Linked DNA regions of Hordeum vulgare: region 1 is linked to region 2. Evidence: chromatin contacts called from public Hi-C data. All regions are on one chromosome and are shown on one strand. Each heading gives the region's core, a stretch centred on a gene start, on an enhancer-like site or on the middle of the called end of the contact. The rest is flanking DNA. Distances are from core to core; before and after follow the strand shown.

The links. A called contact is a pair of places that touch in the nucleus more often than the background predicts.
Region 1: a contact with region 2 is called in a Hi-C map of leaf, with 3 times the contacts expected there. The contact joins the enhancer-like site here to the promoter of LOC123395751 in region 2. A contact is called at or near these places in 2 of 6 Hi-C or Micro-C datasets (leaf and seedling).

Annotation. Positions count from the first base shown.
Region 1 is chr5H:276,629,979-276,634,637 of MorexV3_pseudomolecules_assembly, forward strand. No RefSeq gene overlaps it. Among protein-coding and RNA genes, the nearest start is that of LOC123395751, 360 kb to the left of the region's middle. Within about 2 kb of position 2,398, at least 3 of the 3 cell types and tissues checked have open chromatin away from gene starts, as enhancers often do. A contact at or near this core is called in leaf and seedling, where this site is marked.
Region 2 is chr5H:276,266,394-276,271,393 of MorexV3_pseudomolecules_assembly, forward strand. LOC123395751 reads left to right here and starts at 3,707. Exons shown (of 7, transcript XM_045090783.1): 1 at 3,707-4,008; 2 at 4,112-4,188; 3 at 4,518-4,626. The coding sequence starts at 3,942.

The DNA of each region.
Region 1 (4,659 bases), core at 1,148-3,647, 360 kb after region 2:
TGGAAAGGGCCCCGCCGCCACCTTCACAGGAGCCGGCGTCGACTTGCTCGGCCGCTCCTCTCATGAGGGCGAGCCGAGGGGAGGGAGGAGAGGGGGTTGGACGCCTCGATCTAGGGTTATCCCATGTCGCTGGGGGATTAGCTTCCTCCCTTAGGCCAACTCAAGCGCGCGACCCCATCCGGTCCGGGTGCGTCCGTTTGGGGTAAAACGGACAAATAGCGCGGCCCAACACGCGGCCCTAAATGGACAAATGTACGTTTTCAACCCATCCCCACACAAAACATGCGCGGCGTTTGGGGAGAAACAGACGGCGCGCAGACGGGTGGGATGCACACCCTTGTCCTCCCCTGGCCCGCCTGTCGGGGACTCTGTCGATTCATTCCCACAAGCCTCAACCGGCCCTCCCGACCCAACCCCGTCGTCGGCACCGCCACTATTATCCGGTCGCCAACGACGCCCATCGACAACGGCAGCTACCGTCGGGGGTGCTACGGAGCGACATGTAGCCGGCCGCCATCCGCCCCCGCTGCCTCGAGGTGATTCACGGCCTCTTCGCTATCACGACCGCAATGTGTTTGACACTTTGCCCACAAAGGTATGGACAGTGGAGATGAATTTTTCTTCAACCATTTCATTTTTTCATCGGATGATTCGTCCTCGGATGACGAAGAACTTGTGGTGGCTGCACTAGTCGTTCATGACCACATTAAAAGGCAGCGGCCGCTGTACAGGGAGCCAATGCCTGACCGTGCGCCCAACCTGAACCGCACGAGAGAGAGAGAGAGAGCGAGGCCACGGCTTGCTCTATGGTGAATACTTTCAGAATACCGCACTCTTCAAACCAGAGAAATTCCATCGCCATTTTCTTATGTCAAGGCATGTGTTCAATCGCATCCGTGAGGGATTGGTTCAGCATGACCCATTCTTTGAGTGCAAAACGGATGCCCTTGGCAAGCTTGGATTCTCCTCTTATAAAAAATGCACATCTGCCATTCGCATGCTTGCATATGGAATTCCAGGCGATCTTGTCGATGAGTACGTGTGCATGAGTGAGTCCACATGTCTGCTGTCAATATACAACTTCTGCAAGGCCGTGGTAGTGGTGTTTGGCCCCGAGTACTTCAGGCAGCCAAATGCCGATGACATAGAAAGGTTGTTGGCGATCAACGCCGATAGAGGCTTTCCGGCATGCTCGACAACATAGATTGTATGCACTCGGAGTGAAAGAACTGTCCATTTGCTTGGCAGGGCCAGTACAAGGGGCATGTGAAAGCGTGCACTATCATATTAGAAGCGGTGGCTTCGCACAATCTTTGGATATGGCATTCTTTCTTCGGCATGGCTGGTTCTCACAATGATATCAACGTGCTGCAGCATTCCCCAGTGTTCGCTAGGCTTGCAGAAGGCCACTCTCCACCTGTCAACTTTGAGATCAATGGCCACCACTACAACAAGGGATGCTACCTGGCTGATGGTATATATCCTCAGTGGTCATCTTTTGTGAAGACAATCTCAAACCCCCAAGGAGAGAAGAGAAAGAGATTTGGCCAAATGCAAGAGAGTGCTAGAAAGGGTGTGGAGCGTGTTTTTGGTGCGCTTCAATTCCGATGGGGTATCGTTCGAAACCCTGCATTGACATGGGATGAAGGGAAGCTCTGGAAGGTTATGACTGCTTGTGTGATCATGCACAACATGATCGTCGAGGACGAGCGTGATGACTCCATTTTTGACCAAGGATTTGAGTTTCAAGGTAAAAATGTTGTGCCCCTGCACCAAGAACCGGCCACGTTTGAGCAGTTTACCCTATTCCATCATGAAACCCGTGATTGGCACACTCATTTGCAGCTTCAAAATGACTTGGTTGAGCACATGTGGGATCATATTGAAAACCAATAGATGTATTGGTTAATTATCTTTATTCAAGACAATTTCGATTTAGTTGTAAAACTATTTTATTCGAGGCAATTTTGATTGGGTTGTAAAATTATTTTTATTAGAGAGAATTGATATTTGGACATGCAAACTTGTTTAAAATAGTAATAAATATGAATATACGTCATATTGACCTTGGCGAACAGGATGCGACCGAAGGATGCGTTCGCGCGTTGGGCCACGGCCACCGCATCGGAGGACAGGCCCAGACACGACTCCTTGTCTGCTCTTAAACGGACAAAATCCGAACCAAACGGACGTTTGGATGGGGTCGCGTGGTGGAGTTGGTCTTGGCTACCTAAGCTGCTTTTGTGCTCCTGCATGTCAGCATCTTGACCATGTTATTTGGAGCAGCACCAGTATTCTTTCTACAGGGAGATTCTTGTGGTCGCCACATGGATGTGACGTCTCACCTATCTATCATGCATGGCATTTGATAGTGTTTTTCGACCATGCAACCACACATGTGCTGTCAGGGATTGACCGGATCGAATAAACGTAGGCCATCTGTAGATGGGGCCCATGGGGGGCTGGATCGTGCAGTTGAATACGTAAGCTAATCGGAAGAGATTCAAAGCAAAGTTGCTGCTTGTGGCGAGGCAGCAGGCATCGTGGTTTCCAAATAGCGTTTCCACTTGGTACTTCGATCGTTATCAGTAGAGTTTCAATTCCCCCAACAACCAAGTTGCTCACTCTCTATAGCTGCGTGACCCCTAGGACAGCCACCCTTCACAAATGATAACATACGTCGAAGGCTATGGATATATAGAGAGAGGGCAAGGGAAAAACACAAGTTTTTCTTTGCTTTCCTATTTCATGGGCACAACCTTTTTAGCCTCAGAAAATAAAAGGAAAGCATTCATGTTTTTACAGCATTACTATAGTACTTGCAAGCGAAGGAGAAAAAAAGACGAGAAAAACTTGCAACTGGGCAAAAAAGAAGAAAAAAAATATGATGAGGAGGAGACTGGCATGCATAATGGCGGATGCATGTTTAGCTTTAGGCGCAGGGACGAAGCAGAATGGCCCGCCCAGAAGAGTCTCGCTACGCTCACACCAGTGTGATGTGAGCATGAGCACCGAACGCACTTTTACAAGCGCTTGTTTGACGGGTTGGTATGCGCAGCCGGCACCTGTGGCTCGGGGCCTCTGGGCCAACCGCACGGGAACCGACGAGCGCCCGGAGGTGAGGTGACTGAAGAAAAGGGTCAAACCGGGGCGGGGCGGGGCGGGGCCGGGCCGGCCACCGCAATCGCACCAAAGGTACCGAACCATGTTGCACATTCTTCGGTCTCTGCCCCGTTTTTGTCTCCTGCCCTGCTAGCGTGTGCCTTTTCCCATTTTTTAAGGTCTGGAGACTGTTGGGACTTGGAAGAACATGCCGCATATACTGGTGCTCCATATGCGCGCGCTTGCGTGCGGCAGAAGTGCACAACAACACACAGAGCCGCCGAGGGATGGATAGTATAGATGCCTTTGCCGAGTACGAGTACGAGTACGAGCACGAGTACGAGCACACATATCCATATCATAGTTTCACGTGATTGATGGACCTGTGGTCAAACCGACCGTCCGTTAAAAGGCGTGGAGAGAATCTACGGCTTCTGTTCGTCAAATTTACAACAACCCGCGTCAGGCTGGGCCATAAAGATGATTTTTTCACTGTTTTGATCCTTAAGGCGCAAGTTCATCACGTAACGAACTCGGTTCGAAAGTATTTCACGTTTTGACCCTTTTGAAAACGTCATAGGCCGTGGCGTTGCAGACCTTATGCCAAACGCGAGTCTACTGGACGTTGCAGGCCTCATGTGCAACGCCAGTCCACTGGACGTTGCAGCCCTTAGCAGAAACGCCAAGGAGGCTGGCGTTGCAGGCCTCATAAGTAACTGCCCCGCGTCCCTTCGTCCACCTCCAGATCTTTCTTCCTCTTTCTCTACGAAAAAGCTCTCCCTCCTCCTCCAGATCCCCCCTTCGATCTCCCTCCTCCCCCAACCGTTTTGTTGGTTCTTTGGGGCAAATCGAAGAGGCCGGTAAGCTCCTCCAATCCCTCCAATTAATTATTGCAATGATTTTGTATTTGTGTAGATTTTTTTTGCACTAGGTGTACGCATGTTTTGAAGTAAAATTTATTTTGTGATTGTTAATAGGTGTAGTTTATGGTGTGTAGATGTAGTTTTTGGTGGCTATATGTATAACCTAGGTTTTGTTCATATTATCCGCATTAGGTTTATGCCTAGGTTTAGTTTATATTATTCGAAGAGGCCGGTAAGAATTTTGTTCATATTATGTAGGATGTTTCGGCCCGATCAATATCCGGGTCTAGATGACTACTACGAGCAGAAGCATCGTGTGGTGCTAGTTGAAAGAGGAGAGGTAATTATGATTTTGTTGATGATTATTTTTATATACTCCATGATTTTTATATTTTGACAAGTTGAGTCAATTAACAAATTATGCCTTTGTTTGTTTAGGTTCCTCAACTACTTCGTTTGAGGGGGCACAACCCCAATGAAACTCTTGTATATGACCCTCGTTACGAGCCATATTTTAGAAGAATGGATCTTCTTCAATTTGCGCTAAACTTTAAAAGCACACCACCATGGTTGAACGCCACGGCCCTAACAGTACTTACGGATCGAGGGAGGCCGGAGACGCACTCTTTTCACCTTCCTCTTGGTGAGATGAGCATAACCTTGGAGGATATTGCTATGATCTCCGGGCTTCCTA
Region 2 (5,000 bases), core at 2,457-4,956:
GCCCGAGATTCGATCGTCAGTATCCGCATACCTATTTCAATCTCGTTTACCAGCAAGTCTCTTTACTCGTTCCGTAATACAAGATCCCGCAACTTACACTAAGTTACATTGCTTGCAAGGCTTGTGTGTGATGTTGCATTACCGAGTGGGCCCCGAGATACCTCTCCGTCACACGGAGTGACAAATCCCAGTCTTGATCCATACTAACTCAACTAACACCTTCGGAGATACCTGTAGAGCATCTTTATAGTCACCCAGTTACGTTGCGACGTTTGATACACACAAAGCATTCCTCCGGTGTCAGTGAGTTATATGATCTCATGGTCATAGGAATAAATACTTGACACGCAGAAAACAGTAGCAACAAAATGACACGATCAACATGCTACGTCTATTAGTTTGGGTCTAGTCCATCACGTGATTCTCCCAATGACGTGATCCAGTTATCAAGCAACAACACCTTGTTCATAATCAGAAGACACTGACTATCATCGATCAACTGGCTAGCCAACTAGAGGCATGCTAGGGACGGTGTTTTGTCTATGTATCCACACATGTAAATGAGTCTTCATTCAATACAATTATAGCATGGATAATAAACTATTATCTTGATACAGGAATTATAATAATAACTATACATTTATTATTGCCTCTAGGGCATAATTCCAACATGATCTCATGGTCATAGGAACAAATACTTGACACGCAGAAACCAATAGCAATAAAATGACACGATCAATGTGCTACGTTCATAGTTTGGGTCTTGTCCATCACATGATTCTCCTAATGATGTGATCCCGTTATCAAGTGACAACACTTGCCTATGGTCAGGAAACCTTGACCATCTTTGATCAACGAACTAGTCAACTAGAGGCTCACTAGGGACAATGTGTTGTCTATGTATCCACACATGTATTTCAGTTTCCAATCAATACAATTCCAGCATGGATAATAAACGATTATTATGAACAAGGAAATATAATAATAACTAATTTATTATTGCCTCTAGGGCATATTTCCAACAAAAAGTTACCAAGAAGCCAAGTCGAAACTAGCCGAGCATAGGGGGAACTCACCTTGCAAGCCGATCACTCTAAACATACAGAGTTGCCGAAGACTATACACATCAACGTTGAAGTCTAATTACGGGCTACTGAGGGAGTCTGGGATTATGGGGTCCTCGGGCAGCCGACTCGTCTCATGTGGGCCGACTCGGTGGGCCATGTTATTGAAGGTCGGATTACATGACGACCTCGTGCTCAGGAGGAAATGTTCCAAAGACCGACGTGTACTCCAAGTTTAGAAGGATTAGGCCGGTTCGTGTATCCCCCGCTATGGTCAGTGGCATGTAAACCCTAGGGACCCTGGTGTCTATATAAACCAGAGGTTCTCATGCGTGTAGACAGGTTGAATCATTTAGGGTTTAGCTCATATGATGTCGAGGTAGATCAACTATGTAATCATCATCCACATCAATATAATCAAGCAAGACGTAGAGTTTTACCTCATCAAGAGGACCCGAACCTAGGTAAATACTGTCTCCCACTTCTCCTGCAGCCCATCGATCCAAGGTCTACAGTTCGACCCCCCTACCCGAGATCTACCGGTTTTGACACCGACATGCACCCTTGCGACGAAGGGCTCATTGATGGCCGGGGAGCCGAACAGTGTAACTGACGGTCCTGACCCATGTGTATCCACTTTAGTGGCCAGCAATTTGGCTTCACACACTGTTTAATGCAGTTGCATCGAGTTTGAGAAAAAAGGTCTTCATTAGGCAAATTGCTCGTGGAAAGCTTCATGCTACTACATGTTTGGATCAAATTAAAAGCGTAGTGCTCGGGTTGTGGCTACATGTTGTCTTTGTTCTTGGCCAAAAGATTCTAACCATATATTTTGTAGTATGTGATTTTGCAGCCTTGTTGTGGAGTTGTATTCGGCCTTGGTGTGTGTCTAGCTTCGTTCACTTATTACCTCTCGTCAATTCTTTGTCTATCAACTGTTGCGTGTCTTTTACTCCCTCCGTTCCTAAATATAATTTTTTTAAAGATTTCATTAGGAAACTACATACGGATGTATATAAACATACTTTAGTTACGTTTCATTCATTTTATTCCGTGTAACCTCCTAGTAGAATCTCTTAAAAGACTTATATTTAAGAACGGAGGAAGTAGTTTAGCTTTGTTGCTATCAGTTGGGCTCTTTGGACGACCTGAAAATAAATTTACCATTGAACATGGGCCCTGATAAGTGTATGCATACGGTACAAAGCAATGTTGTCGCTCCACGTCGGAGCGGAGTGGATACATGAGCTTAGTATCATCACTTAGCATGGATATAGATTTCTTTTTAACACAGTACAGACGCAAGCACTCATATAAACACGTATACACTCATCTCTATGAACATCTTTGAGAGACTGGACCGACATATCATCTTGAGATTTATGAAGTTACCGTAGCGTCTCGTCGTCAATGGGAACATCTCCTTCCACTGAATACGCATCACCGAAAATCCTAAAATAAATCTAGAAATAATGCAAACACCAGGATTTAAATTATGATGGGTTGAGAATACTTTCAACCACATATTTGTTTGCTATGGATACATATTTAGAGCATCTCCAACAGCCGTGCTAAACAAGCGCCGCGCCGAAAATTAGGCCATTTTAGCGCGCGCGCAACCCGGCGGGTGGCTCCAGCGGGCGCGCAATAACCGCTTCCACGCGCGCCACACTCGAGCGCTCGCGCCGCACTCTCTCCTCTCCGCATGGGTGGCGGTGGCCTTGGCGGCATGAGTGGCATGGGTGGCTTCGGAGGTACCATGAGCGGTTTAGGTGCCATGGGAGGCATGGGTGCACCTCCGGCCGTCATGGGAGGCAGTGGCTTTGGAGCACCCCCCGACGCTATGGCCGCCATGGGAGGCATGAGTTTTGCTTCTCTCATGGGAGGCATGGATGCACCTCCGGCCGCCATGAGCGGAATGTCTTTCGATGTGCCTCCTCACACACATTCCCATGAAGATGCCGTTGAAGATCTTGCCAACACCGTCGGAGCTTCACGTGATGCGGTGCGTGATGAGATGAGGGAGGAAGATTCATCTTCGGAGGCGGAAGAATCATCTTCGGAAGATGAGGACGAAGACGAGGAAGAGGATTGATGTGTCTTTCATCTGTGTCTTGAACTTTAGTTTGCATTTTGAACTTGGTTGGATGAACTTGTGGGCATGATTTTGAACTTGTGGTCATGAACTTTTATTCATCAACTTGTTTGTGTCAAATTTTACATGTTCATTGCATTTTGATGAATGTTTCAAACTCATTTTGTGTTCAAAATGCCACATATGTGAAATGCCCGACGAGTCGCGCGCTGTATTTTTTGCGCGCTGCATTTTAGCGCGGCTGTTGGAGCCAGCGTTGGCGGCCGCGCTAAACCAGCCAAAGCGCGTGCGGCAAACAAGTTTTTTTACGCGCGACGCGAAGCGCGGTTGTTCGGGTGAAAAAGAAAACAAGCAACTTTTTCTTGAAAGCGAAAACAGGCAACCTTGTGAATCTGCTGTGCGGACAACCACCACCACAGATCCAGTTCCAATCATCCGCATATTCACTCGATCTCTTCCGTGCCCGTCTCATCTTCAACCAGTCCCCGAGCCAGCCCCGCCAACTTACACGTAGGTCCCACACAAATGTACGGTCCCACCTTCATCCAGTAACCCACGCGCGCGTAACGTTACTCGCCCAACCCCGTCTCCCTTGCCCGGAAGACGAATCACGTGCACACGATTCCCCCAAATTCTAACCCTAGAAACAGAACGGAGGAGGGCCAGCCGCAACCGGAACAAAAGCGGAAGCCAGCCAACCCCAAGCCTCGATTCCTCCATCGCCGCGGCAGAAACTAGAGGTCCAGAAGGGAGGGCGAGAAGCTTGCGTGAAGCACTCAACCATGGCGAGCGCGGATCTGTTGCGGAGGGAGGAGGAGTTCTACGAGTCCCTGTTCGATTCCGCTAAAGGTAGATTATTTTCGCTGGAAATTGGTGGATCTCGGTGTTAGCTGTGCCCAAAGTTTCCCTAATGTGGTGCTCCTTTCCTGGAATTTTATTCCTGTTAACGCAGGCGATGCAGCTGCCGCCAAGACACGTGGGCAGATGATCGAGAGGAAGATTGAAGCCCTGGAGGACATGGCAACCAAGGTGAGGAACCTGACCCGTCGATGATGTTCCCTATTTTGATTCTTGTCATGGGAGGTAGCGCTCGAGCCATGGTTTTTTCAAGGTTGGAAATATGAGTTTAATTGGTTAAATCATGGTGTTTCTTGTGCAATTCTTGTGAGAAGCAATTGAAATTAGCACAGACTTGCCATATTATTAGTCTCCTTGGGGTGAAACCTTCAAACTGGGAACAAAAAATTGATCTGTTTTATGCGACCTCATACTTTTATGCGTGTACATATGTGTTTCAATATAAAATTATCTAAGGCTATATGATTAAGCATGTTATGGTGGTTTACAATGTTTCACAGGTTAGTAACCGGAGGTCTCGCAGATGGTTGAATGATCGCTTGCTGATTGAGCTTGTCCCTCGTCTTCATGTTGAAGAAATCAAAGGCCTCTTTGCCCCTCCGCCATTTGGTGAGCTCCAATGCCGCTCAAATTTGTTACACCATTTTGCAACCTGACCAGAGAATTTGATTTTCTAACTAAGTCTGCACTGAGTATTCTAGTTTTCCATTTAAACCTACATGAATTGCAGTATGTGGTTTAGATTTTGTTAGGAAACATCTTTTCTCTTTAAAACATGCTTATTTTAACTTCTTATTGGTAGTGTTATGGCGTTAACTAATTTCTTTGTATTCATGATTCATCGTGTGAATGATCTGTAGTGATTCTTTCCGTGGCATGTTTTCCTCTAAGCGCTTATGCGGAGTTTCCCATTTTAGTTGTGCTCTCATTTGGCATAGGCATCAATACATTTTTTTCATGTATTTGTTATGTTTCGAACATCT